2 separate regions of the Mus musculus genome follow, and region 1 is linked to region 2. The links are chromatin contacts, called in public HiChIP or PLAC-seq maps. All regions are on one chromosome and are shown on one strand. Each heading gives the region's core, a stretch centred on a gene start, on an enhancer-like site or on the middle of the called end of the contact. The rest is flanking DNA. Distances are from core to core; before and after follow the strand shown. Region 1 overlaps Fndc3b (fibronectin type III domain containing 3B). Region 2 overlaps Fndc3b (fibronectin type III domain containing 3B).

The links. HiChIP or PLAC-seq counts read pairs in DNA pulled down with a chosen protein or histone mark.
Region 1: a contact with region 2 is called in a FOXA1 HiChIP or PLAC-seq map of pancreatic cancer cells. The contact joins two enhancer-like sites. A contact is called at or near these places in 1 of 484 Hi-C or Micro-C datasets (granulosa cells) and 3 of 115 datasets of contacts at active chromatin or transcription factors (cardiomyocytes, heart atrium and pancreatic cancer cells).

What each region holds. Positions count from the first base shown.
Region 1 is chr3:27,649,780-27,654,297 of GRCm38.p6, reverse strand. The region is part of intron 1 of Fndc3b (fibronectin type III domain containing 3B); the gene reads left to right. Among named protein-coding and RNA genes, the nearest start is that of Fndc3b, 58 kb to the left of the region's middle. Within about 2 kb of position 1,432, at least 60 of the 459 cell types and tissues checked have an H3K27ac peak or open chromatin away from gene starts, as enhancers often do. A contact at or near this core is called in pancreatic cancer cells, where this site is marked.
Region 2 is chr3:27,548,862-27,553,409 of GRCm38.p6, reverse strand. All of the region lies in intron 4 of Fndc3b (fibronectin type III domain containing 3B), which reads left to right. Among named protein-coding and RNA genes, the nearest start is that of Mir3092, 34 kb to the left of the region's middle. Within about 2 kb of position 2,214, at least 9 of the 459 cell types and tissues checked have an H3K27ac peak or open chromatin away from gene starts, as enhancers often do. A contact at or near this core is called in pancreatic cancer cells, where this site is marked.

The sequences.
Region 1 (4,518 bases), core at 183-2,682, 100 kb before region 2:
CTCCCCAGCAGTCTGTGACTTGCCTAGCTGCCCTCTCCTGTAGTCATTTTGCTTCTGTGTTTAATGATGACACACCTCCTGTCACCAGGGGGCCACTTTAGCTCTTTATATTTTATTTCTGCCTTTTTTTCCTGCTCTTAAGTTTTTTTAAATGCCTTGTTACACTTTCTTGTGTGTGTGTGTGTGTTACAGAATGTGTGATTGTATGTGTATGAGTGTGTGTATGTATGTTACAGTGTGTGTGGTTGTGTGTGTATGAGTATGAATATGTTACAAAGGTTAGGTTTGGCCCTCTCCTTCCCCCATGTTGGTTGCAGGGATTGGCTTGAAGTAAAAGCAGGTACCTTTACCATGGAGTTCCCTCTCCATCCTGTGTGCTAAGTCTTTGCCATCTGGGCTAAGAGATTGGATGATGGAGTAACTTAACATTCCTCAAGGTATCTATCTTAAAACGTTCTGAGGTCTCTGTCTTGGTAAGGTTTCACTGAAGCCTGAAAGCTCTTTGCCATTGTAGAAGGGATTGGGTACGCCTGGGAGACAAGGTGTGGCACTCTTAGGGTCCCTGTAGAATTTACCTCTTCTGGGTTTGGTCTTTGTGGTCATTTCATCTAGCCATCAAACCCTCTGGCCTGGCCATTTTGCGTCTGTCCACTCATCCAGGTTTGTTCTGTGCTGAGAGTCCCTGATCTCTGAGAGCTCACTAGGAGCCCTGGCTCATTGCCGGTGTCTGCACTTCCTACTTCTCCTGGGCAGAGACTTAGATGTCATGGAAGTTGTGCTGACCATTCACAGGAATGTCGTGAGGCCTGATAGAATTAGTGTGAATGATGCTCAGAACTCCTGCAGACCCTTCCAGAAAGCAACTTGTTGATTATGCTTAAAAGCCTTCTCCCTCCCCCGCTAAAGGGTGCTATACTTAGTTGTTAGTACCCAGGCAGGTGTTGAGATAGTTTACATGTGAGCTTCATTCATACTAGATCTCTAAGTAGAGATATAAAAATGCAGGTTGGTTGTATGACATGATCTAGAAGTCATGTGCTGAAGAACCAATTACTTATTCTGTAGGCAGAGAGATTGAGAGTCAGGGAGCCTGTGCAGAAGTATTCAGACACCTGAAATACAGCAGGGTCTGCCTAAGTGCTTCCAGGGTGCCAGGCATGCTGTGCCTGCAGGCTGCCTGGGCGTGCGCTGGGCCTGGAAGGGATCACAGGGTCTCTGACTCCTACTCGACCACCATAGCAGGCGTTCACGGTGGCCCAGACTGATTCTGACTTTCCTTATATTGTCCCTTGAGAAAGAGTAGAAGGAAATATACACGAAATTCCACATCTCACTTATAGAAAATACATGTTTGCAGTTACAGTCATCCTTAGCAAAAATATGCTGCTAAGCTGACTCGGCTGCAAGTGAGCAGGGCTCATCGTTCTGGAATGTTTTCTTGTGATGCTAGGCTGCCATCCTTGGGATGTCCAGGCGGGGTGTCAGAGGTACTGTGGTATGAAGGGCCCTGGAATCTAAGTGTTCCAGTAAAAGTGTCTGGTTCTGTCAGCAGCCTTACTTAAATACCATTCAAAAACAATGAACTAAACAAACCAACCCTTGGTAAACGTTTTCCGTAGATAAGCCCCTTTCCTCTCTCGGTTAATATTTGCAGAGCTGAGATATGGATTTGGGGTCTAGAGATTGTGTATATACGGTGATGTAACTTTTTTCCTTTTTTTTTTTTTTTTCCTCTAAAAGTTTGGTCTGTGGGGCGTGCTATGAAAGAAACCTCTGTATATTCATAGAGAACTTATATTTGGACTTTTTTCCTCTCCTGAAAATAGTACTTTCCCTAAGTAACTCTGGGTGTTCTGCCATGACTGTACTGTGAATGACTTCACGAAAGCCACTTAAAAGTATATTCAAAGCCAAGTTACAAGGAGAAAAGTGTCTGTGACCACTGTCCTGGCCTGTCAGGTGTCCAGGTGTGGAGCTAGGCCATGAGCACTCGAGGTTCTGTCCCCAGCCCACACCTATGGATCTGTGGAGTGTCGATGACAGGCCTGCACAGCCAATGAGTTAGTTTCCTTCCCTTTCTCTCGAGAGCAGGATGGGAGTTCTCGGGGGGCTTGCCATTCATTTTGTTCTGCTATAGTTTTATTTTTAATGGAAAGAACTCTATTTCACAGGATTTCTGTCAGAGCTTCCATGCTTCTAATTGGATGCAAAAAGCCAGAATATTTTTAAGCTTAAGATTTTTTTTTCCAGACGGCTGTGATTTGACTTCACTAATGAATACATATCAGACAAGAAGGCAAATTCCAGACTATTCGTGCCTCAACCAACCAGCTGGGCACATACCTCTCGGTACTGCTCATGTCTCAAGAGGGTTTTCTGCATGAGCAATTATCACCTCCCTTTCCTTCATTCAGGTGGCAAGCCATGGCAAGTGTCTTTCCTGCACAGGGTAGAACTCAGCTGTAAAATTAGATTTCATTGGCATAAAAACACAGCAGCCGCCAGCACAACCGTGTGTTTTGGTTCTCATCCTTCGACTGAAGTTCTTCCTCCCTTTAATAAGGAGGCCGAAGCCACTCCCGAACCAGTAAGACAGTTCAGGCGTCACAGGCTCCCGTTTGATTCTAGCTTTAGTTTAATCTGTAGTGAGTAAGCAGGGCAGGGAATTGGTGCTAAAAACATAATCTCTTAAGAGCAGAAAGGAGTGTGAGGGCTCTTCTCTAATTCTGCTACTTTATAAAACACAGAATTAATTGTTCAACTTTAGAGTCAATTCCTGATAAACTCCAGATTAAAACTTTCATTTTCTAGTAGTGAGTGTTGTGACAGCCTCCCCATCTGGTCCCTTCCCCCTCCATTCTCCCTCCTCCTTTCTACCCTCCCCCCCCCCCCCCCAAGCTGGCCCTTTTGAGCTGTTTTCACAGTGGAGCGCGGCAAAAACTCAGTTAACCATTACTCTTCCTCCTCTGTTCCTTCACATCCTTTCCCTCTAACTATTTAATTTGGTTTCTAAAACAGCCAAGGGGAGGATTTACCTGTGCCAGGTACCCTTCCTCGTGTCCATAGAAAGTGTGCAGGAACGATTTAGTGTAAGGAAATCCGCCTAACCACCCCTGGGCTTTTGTGTCTAATGTCTGTGACCCTGCATCAGGCTCACGGTGGCCACTGTGATGATACAGTGCAGTGCTCCTGGGAAAGGATGCAGGAAGTGGGCAAGACAACAGTGTGTGTGTGTGTGTGTGTGTGTGTGTGTGTGCATGTGTGCGTGTGCGCGAGTGCACATGAGCAGATCTTAGGATTTTAAATGGAGACTTTGATGTGTTTCCGTGTTGTTTTAGTACCTTCCCTCTATGAATTCTGTTGTTATTTCCATAGTTGTTTTATTAAAAGCCCTGGTTAGGGGACTGGAGAGATGGCTCAGAGATTAAGAGTACCTGTGCTTGCAGAAGATCCCATTTTGATTCCTAGCAACCACATGTTGGCTCATAACCATCCAAAACCCAGTTGCAGGGGACCTGATGTCGTCTTCTGACCTCCTCGAGCACTAAGCATACATGTGGTACACAGTTGTACATTCAAGCAAAACACTCATATATAAAACTAAATCCAATAAACAAACAAACAAACAAACAAACCCAGGTTAGCTTTGCTGCAAAGGCCGGATAGCAATGTTGGCAGCTTCTGAGTTTCTAGGTTCCGAATCGGGAGTCACAGGAAATTATTTTTCAAAACCAGTATTTGAGCCTGGTGGTGGCTCATGCCTTTAACCTCAGCACCCAGGAGGCAGAAGCAGGCACATCTCTGTGACTTTGAAGCCAGCTTGGTCTACAGAGTGCGTTCCAGGACAGCTAGAGCTACACAGAGAAACCCTGTCTCAAAAAACCAAAAACCAGAAACGAAACAAACAGAAAACCAGGATGAGGTAGAAAAGGGAAGATGGAAATGGAGTGTCAGATGGTGTTTGACAGAGCATCTATGGCGGACTGCTTACAGCCGCTGTCTTGCTGGTTTGCAGGCTCGCTTCTTTCTGAGGCTTGCTCATAAAGAGAAGGAAGGAAGTGCGCTCTTAGGAAACTGTCAATCCTTGTGACTGACAGCAGTATAAGTAGTGATCACCTCGAGCGGGAGGCTCTCGTGTGCATCCTTTTCTTTACTCGCCGCCATATAACTCTATGTCAGATTTTGATTTCTTTTTTCATTTTTACTACAAATACAACGTAAACACACAAATCAGCTGCACAAACGCCTGTCATAACTTAAGCTTTATCAGGTTTTGTTTCTCTCTTAGAAGTGATTTAGAAGCCAGTCTTGCTATCCCTTGTAAAAACTCAGTCATCTCAAGAAAATACCCAGTATAGCAATTTCTTTTTTTTTAAAAGATTTATTTATTATTATATGCCAGTACACTGTAGTTGTCTTCAGACACACCAGAAGAGGGTGTCAGATCTCATTACTGGTGGTTGTGAGCCACCATGTGGCTGCCGGGATTTGAACTCAGGACCTTTGGAAGAGCAGTCA
Region 2 (4,548 bases), core at 965-3,464:
TCACTAATTAAGCAAATGCCCTACAACTAGGTCTTATGGAGGCAGCATTTCCTTAACTGAGGTTTCCTCCTTGCAGATAACTCTAGTTCGCGTGTCAAGGTGGCATAAGACTGGCCAGCACAGAAAGAAACATAACATTTAAAACCAAGAGAAATCCCACTTCAGCAGGATTGGTTTTGTCAGGAATGCTTGTAACTGGTCGGTTCTGTTTTCATGTCCAGTGCTGAAGCACACGTGGGCATATCACTCAGGTCTCGAGGCCACTGTCCCTCAGTCTTGCTTACCTTCGAGTGGTGCTCTGTCAACCACATTTCAGCATGGTAAACATTAGTTTCTAGATAATAACTTTTCTTAATGGTGTGTATTTGTGCTCATTGTTTTGCGGACTGAAATGCTCAGAGCTCTTGTTTGTCCAGCAGTTCAGCCGCTCTTTCTGGCCCAGTGGCCCTCCTGGTGGAGGTAATCCTTTAAGAACTGCCAACCAGAATAGCCATTCTGTTCTTTCAATACAAAAGAGACCTTTGTCCTGTCTCTGTCATAGAATGTAATACATTTCATATGTCCCCAAGTGCTATCATTACCTCATGTGTTTTTTTTATATTAACACATAGGATATTGGCTGGCATAGAAGAGGTTTTTTAATGAATGTATAAACAGAATTTGGGACGGGGGAGGAAGCTTAGTAAGATGCACATCACATAATGTTTTAGTCGGTGACAGACTTCATGTATGATGATAGTCCTATAGAGTGGATACAGCAGTGGTTTTGTAGTTGCCTCAGTCTCTGTAAGTACCTTCAGTGGTGTGCATATGGTGGAACACATCTCATCTGTTAGGTGATATATCACGACATGAGAGAGGTTCAGGTAGAGGAATAGAATATATGATACTTGGAAAACAGCAAGATCAGAATGGTCTATATTTGCAAAGATTGAAACAGTATAAGTATATATATGTATATATGTGTGTATATATATACATATACATATATATATACATATACATATATGTATGTATGTATATATATATATATATGTGTGTGTGTGTGTGTGTGTGTGTGTGTGTGTGTGTATGTAAGAAAGAAGGGAACCCTAAGATAATCCAGCCAAGGGAAAAAGTCATGATGCCATTGGAGCTGGGATAACTAGATCTTCACACCTTTAAAATTAATGACATTGAACCTTCACCTCACATCTTACACAAACATATACTCAGAATGGATTGGGAGCAAAAGTGAAGACTAAAATTGTAAGATTTTGGGAGTAGACTTTCCTGAACTTACTGTGTAAGACGGATTCTTAGCTACAACAGCCTGAACAGTGAAATGAGCAAAGACAATTCTATCTGTTCACAAATGGAACTTGTATGTGTTCCAGACAGAAGATATCCAAGACAGTTCAAAGACGGCTAAAAGTAAGAGCCAGTGTTATGTATAATCAAGCCAATGTATGAGAAATCAAGGCCTGCCTAGGCTACATGGCAAGACATTGTCAGAGTTATCCAAATGCTGGAGAGTCTGCAGAGTATTTGCTGTACACAGCTAAGGCCCTCAATTCCTATCCAGCACTGCAAAACAACCAATGAATGAAACCAAACAAAAACACTAAGGCATTAGACATTCTCCATTGTGGAGATACACATAGCCAGCAAAGACTAGAAAAGGTATTCGGCATGTATTGCACACTCTGAGGTGGCTACACCTCAGGACAAAAGAGATAACGTAAGAATTACTAAGGATGATGAAACATGGGGGGCGGGGGGGATCATATACTATATAAGGTAGTGTCAGAGAAGCCGCCCACTCTGGACAGTGGTCTCAAGTGGTCAAACAGGGGTACCTCCCATATGACCTAGCAGCAGCAGCAGCATCCTTAGATGTGTAGGCAGAAAGAGATTGTACAAACACATGTACACAAGTGTCCATAACAATCAATCACAATGACTTCAAGGTGGGAACAACCCACATGTCTGATGGCTTGTGAATGGATAGGTGACCATAATTTGATAGATCCACTCAGCCATGAGAATGAACCAGTATTCTATTAAAACACCCAGCTAAATATTGAAAATCGTGTCCTCATTGGAAATAAGCTCGGCACAAGAGCTGCATAGTGTGTCATCTTGTTTATGTGAAACATCTATAGTTAGCGAACCCACAGACACCTAGTGATTGCCAGGGGCTGGGGGTGGAGTCATGAGGAGTGACTAACTGCTTGCCTCATGGGTGGTGGCAGTGTGTGTTTGGATAATCAGAAAGTACATAGTGGTGATGGCAGTCAAGCCTATGACTGTGGCAAAATCTACTGTCAGACATTTTCAAAGGATGGACTTTCTGCTGTGTAAATCATATTGAACAAAGCTGTCACAGGAGAGAAGGGAGGTGGGATAAATTGACTGCAGCTAACAAAAAGGCAAATCATAACTGTAGCTGGGGAAATGTTTCACCTCTTGGTGCTTTTGGTGGGAGTTTCTGGGATAACGCACCCGTTTGTATAGTTATGGCTGTAATTTTCTCCATTCTGACAGACCAGATTCTTTTTCTTTGCCCATAGTCTGGAAGTCAGTGACAGAGCCTGTCTTGCTGGAGACCTGCCTGCACTGCTGAGCAAGTGTTGGTGTACAGTGTGCCTGATACTTGTGTGTGAATGGTGGTCTGTGGATGGCCTGTTGGGATAAGAAACATAAAGAACAAGGCAAAGTAGATGATTAAAGATGTGTTGCACATGTTTTGTTTTTTTTAAAGATTAATTTATTATTATATCTAAGTACCCTAGCAGTCTTCAAACAAACCAGAAGAGGGCAGCAGATCTCATTGCACATAGTTGTGAGCCACCATGTGGTTGCTGGGATTTGAACTCGGGACCTTTGGAAGAGCAGTCAGTGTTCTTAACTGCTGAGCCATCTCTCCAGCCTATGTCACACATCTTGAACTATAGCAGTAAAGAGTGTTGATATTGAGGAGCAAAAGCCTTCAAAAGACAAACTGATACATCCAGGAAATACTTGCATAAGATGCTTGTGCCAGTCATGTGAAGATTGTCTTAGAGAAGGGTAGACCTATGGGCAGCGAGAGGCAGTGGTCAAAGGGCTGTCCTTAGGTGAGGAAGTCTGCCCCAGGGACACAAGTACTTGGACTGAGCAGCTGGGATCTGGTCATTGTACTTGATATTGTGTGTGTGTGTGTGTGTGTGTGTTGCTTTAATTTTGGTTGACTATGGAGTTGAGAAAGATTTGAGAAAAAAATTTTACCTGACCTTCTCAACTTGAGAAAAAGCACTCAACTTTTAGAAAACAAATGTGTCCGTTATTTTCCTTCTTGTTCTGACAAAGTCTTTGACAAAAGCAACAGTCTGCCATAGCAGGGGAAGCAAGAAGGCAGGAGAGTGGAGTAGCTGTCACATCGCAGGGGAGGCAGGAAGGCAGGAGAGTGGAGTCGCTGTCACATCGCAACCACAGTCAGAAAGAAGGAAGAGGCAGATGCTGCTGCCAGCTCTCCTGTGCAGCCTGGGAGTCCAGCCACACTGAGGGTGGGTCTTCCTACCTGAGGTAATGGGATATAGAAAGTGCCCCACAGACTTGCCAGTGCCTTGTTTCCATGGCGGCTCTGAATACCTACAAGCTGGTAATCAGGAGAGGACATTTTAGAGGGAACTCACCCCGTCTGCAGTCACCGCTTCCACCTCTATAACCTAAAACATCCAGGGCAGTGGGTCTCAACCCATCGGTTGCACCCCCCTTTTTTGTGGGGTGTATTGAATGATCCTTTCCCAGGGGTCTCCTGAGACCATTGGAAAACACAGATATTTACATTATGATTCACAACACTATCAAAATTATGCAATGAGAATAACTTTATGGTTGGGAGTCACCATGTGTCGCTGTATTAGAAAGGTTGAGAGTCGTTGATGGAGAGGGTAGAAATTGGGTCAGGCAGGATCACTTGGAAATAATGGGGCTTCAGTGGAGGCCTACATCAGATTTGTGATCACTTCTCATGTAACTTGTCCACTTTCTTTGCTGAGTACGTAAATGCCTACTTGATGTGGTAGAAATTGTGGCATTTAGTATAGGCATCAGGATGAAAAAGACTGCTCTGGAAATCTGGAGTGTCTGGCAGGGACCACCTTGCTCAGTGGTCTTTTCATTGTACGTTGGCTGTGGTCCGTGGTTCCTTCCCCTCCATCATTAGCTTTCCAGATCATTTATGAGTGAAGATGTCTTAAGCAGATGCCCTGAGCCTTAGTTTCCACATTTCAAACTAATTTATAATGGCTTGTTCAAGTGGTGTAGGAATACTTCATATTGACCCAAAGATCTGAAAAGCATATGGAGAGAGTTGACAGTCCAAGTAGGTGTTTGCCATTTGGGAAAACAGTCTTCTTTCTCCAAGTTGACTGATGTAATAAAGAAATTGGTCAAGAAGAATAGCTTCTTATTTCATACCTCTAGCCATCCTTTGACGGCATTAGCTATTAAATCAGTACTCATTGAAATTATATACCCCTTGGCATGGAGAAAGGGAAAAAAATAGATTGATAAATGCATTTA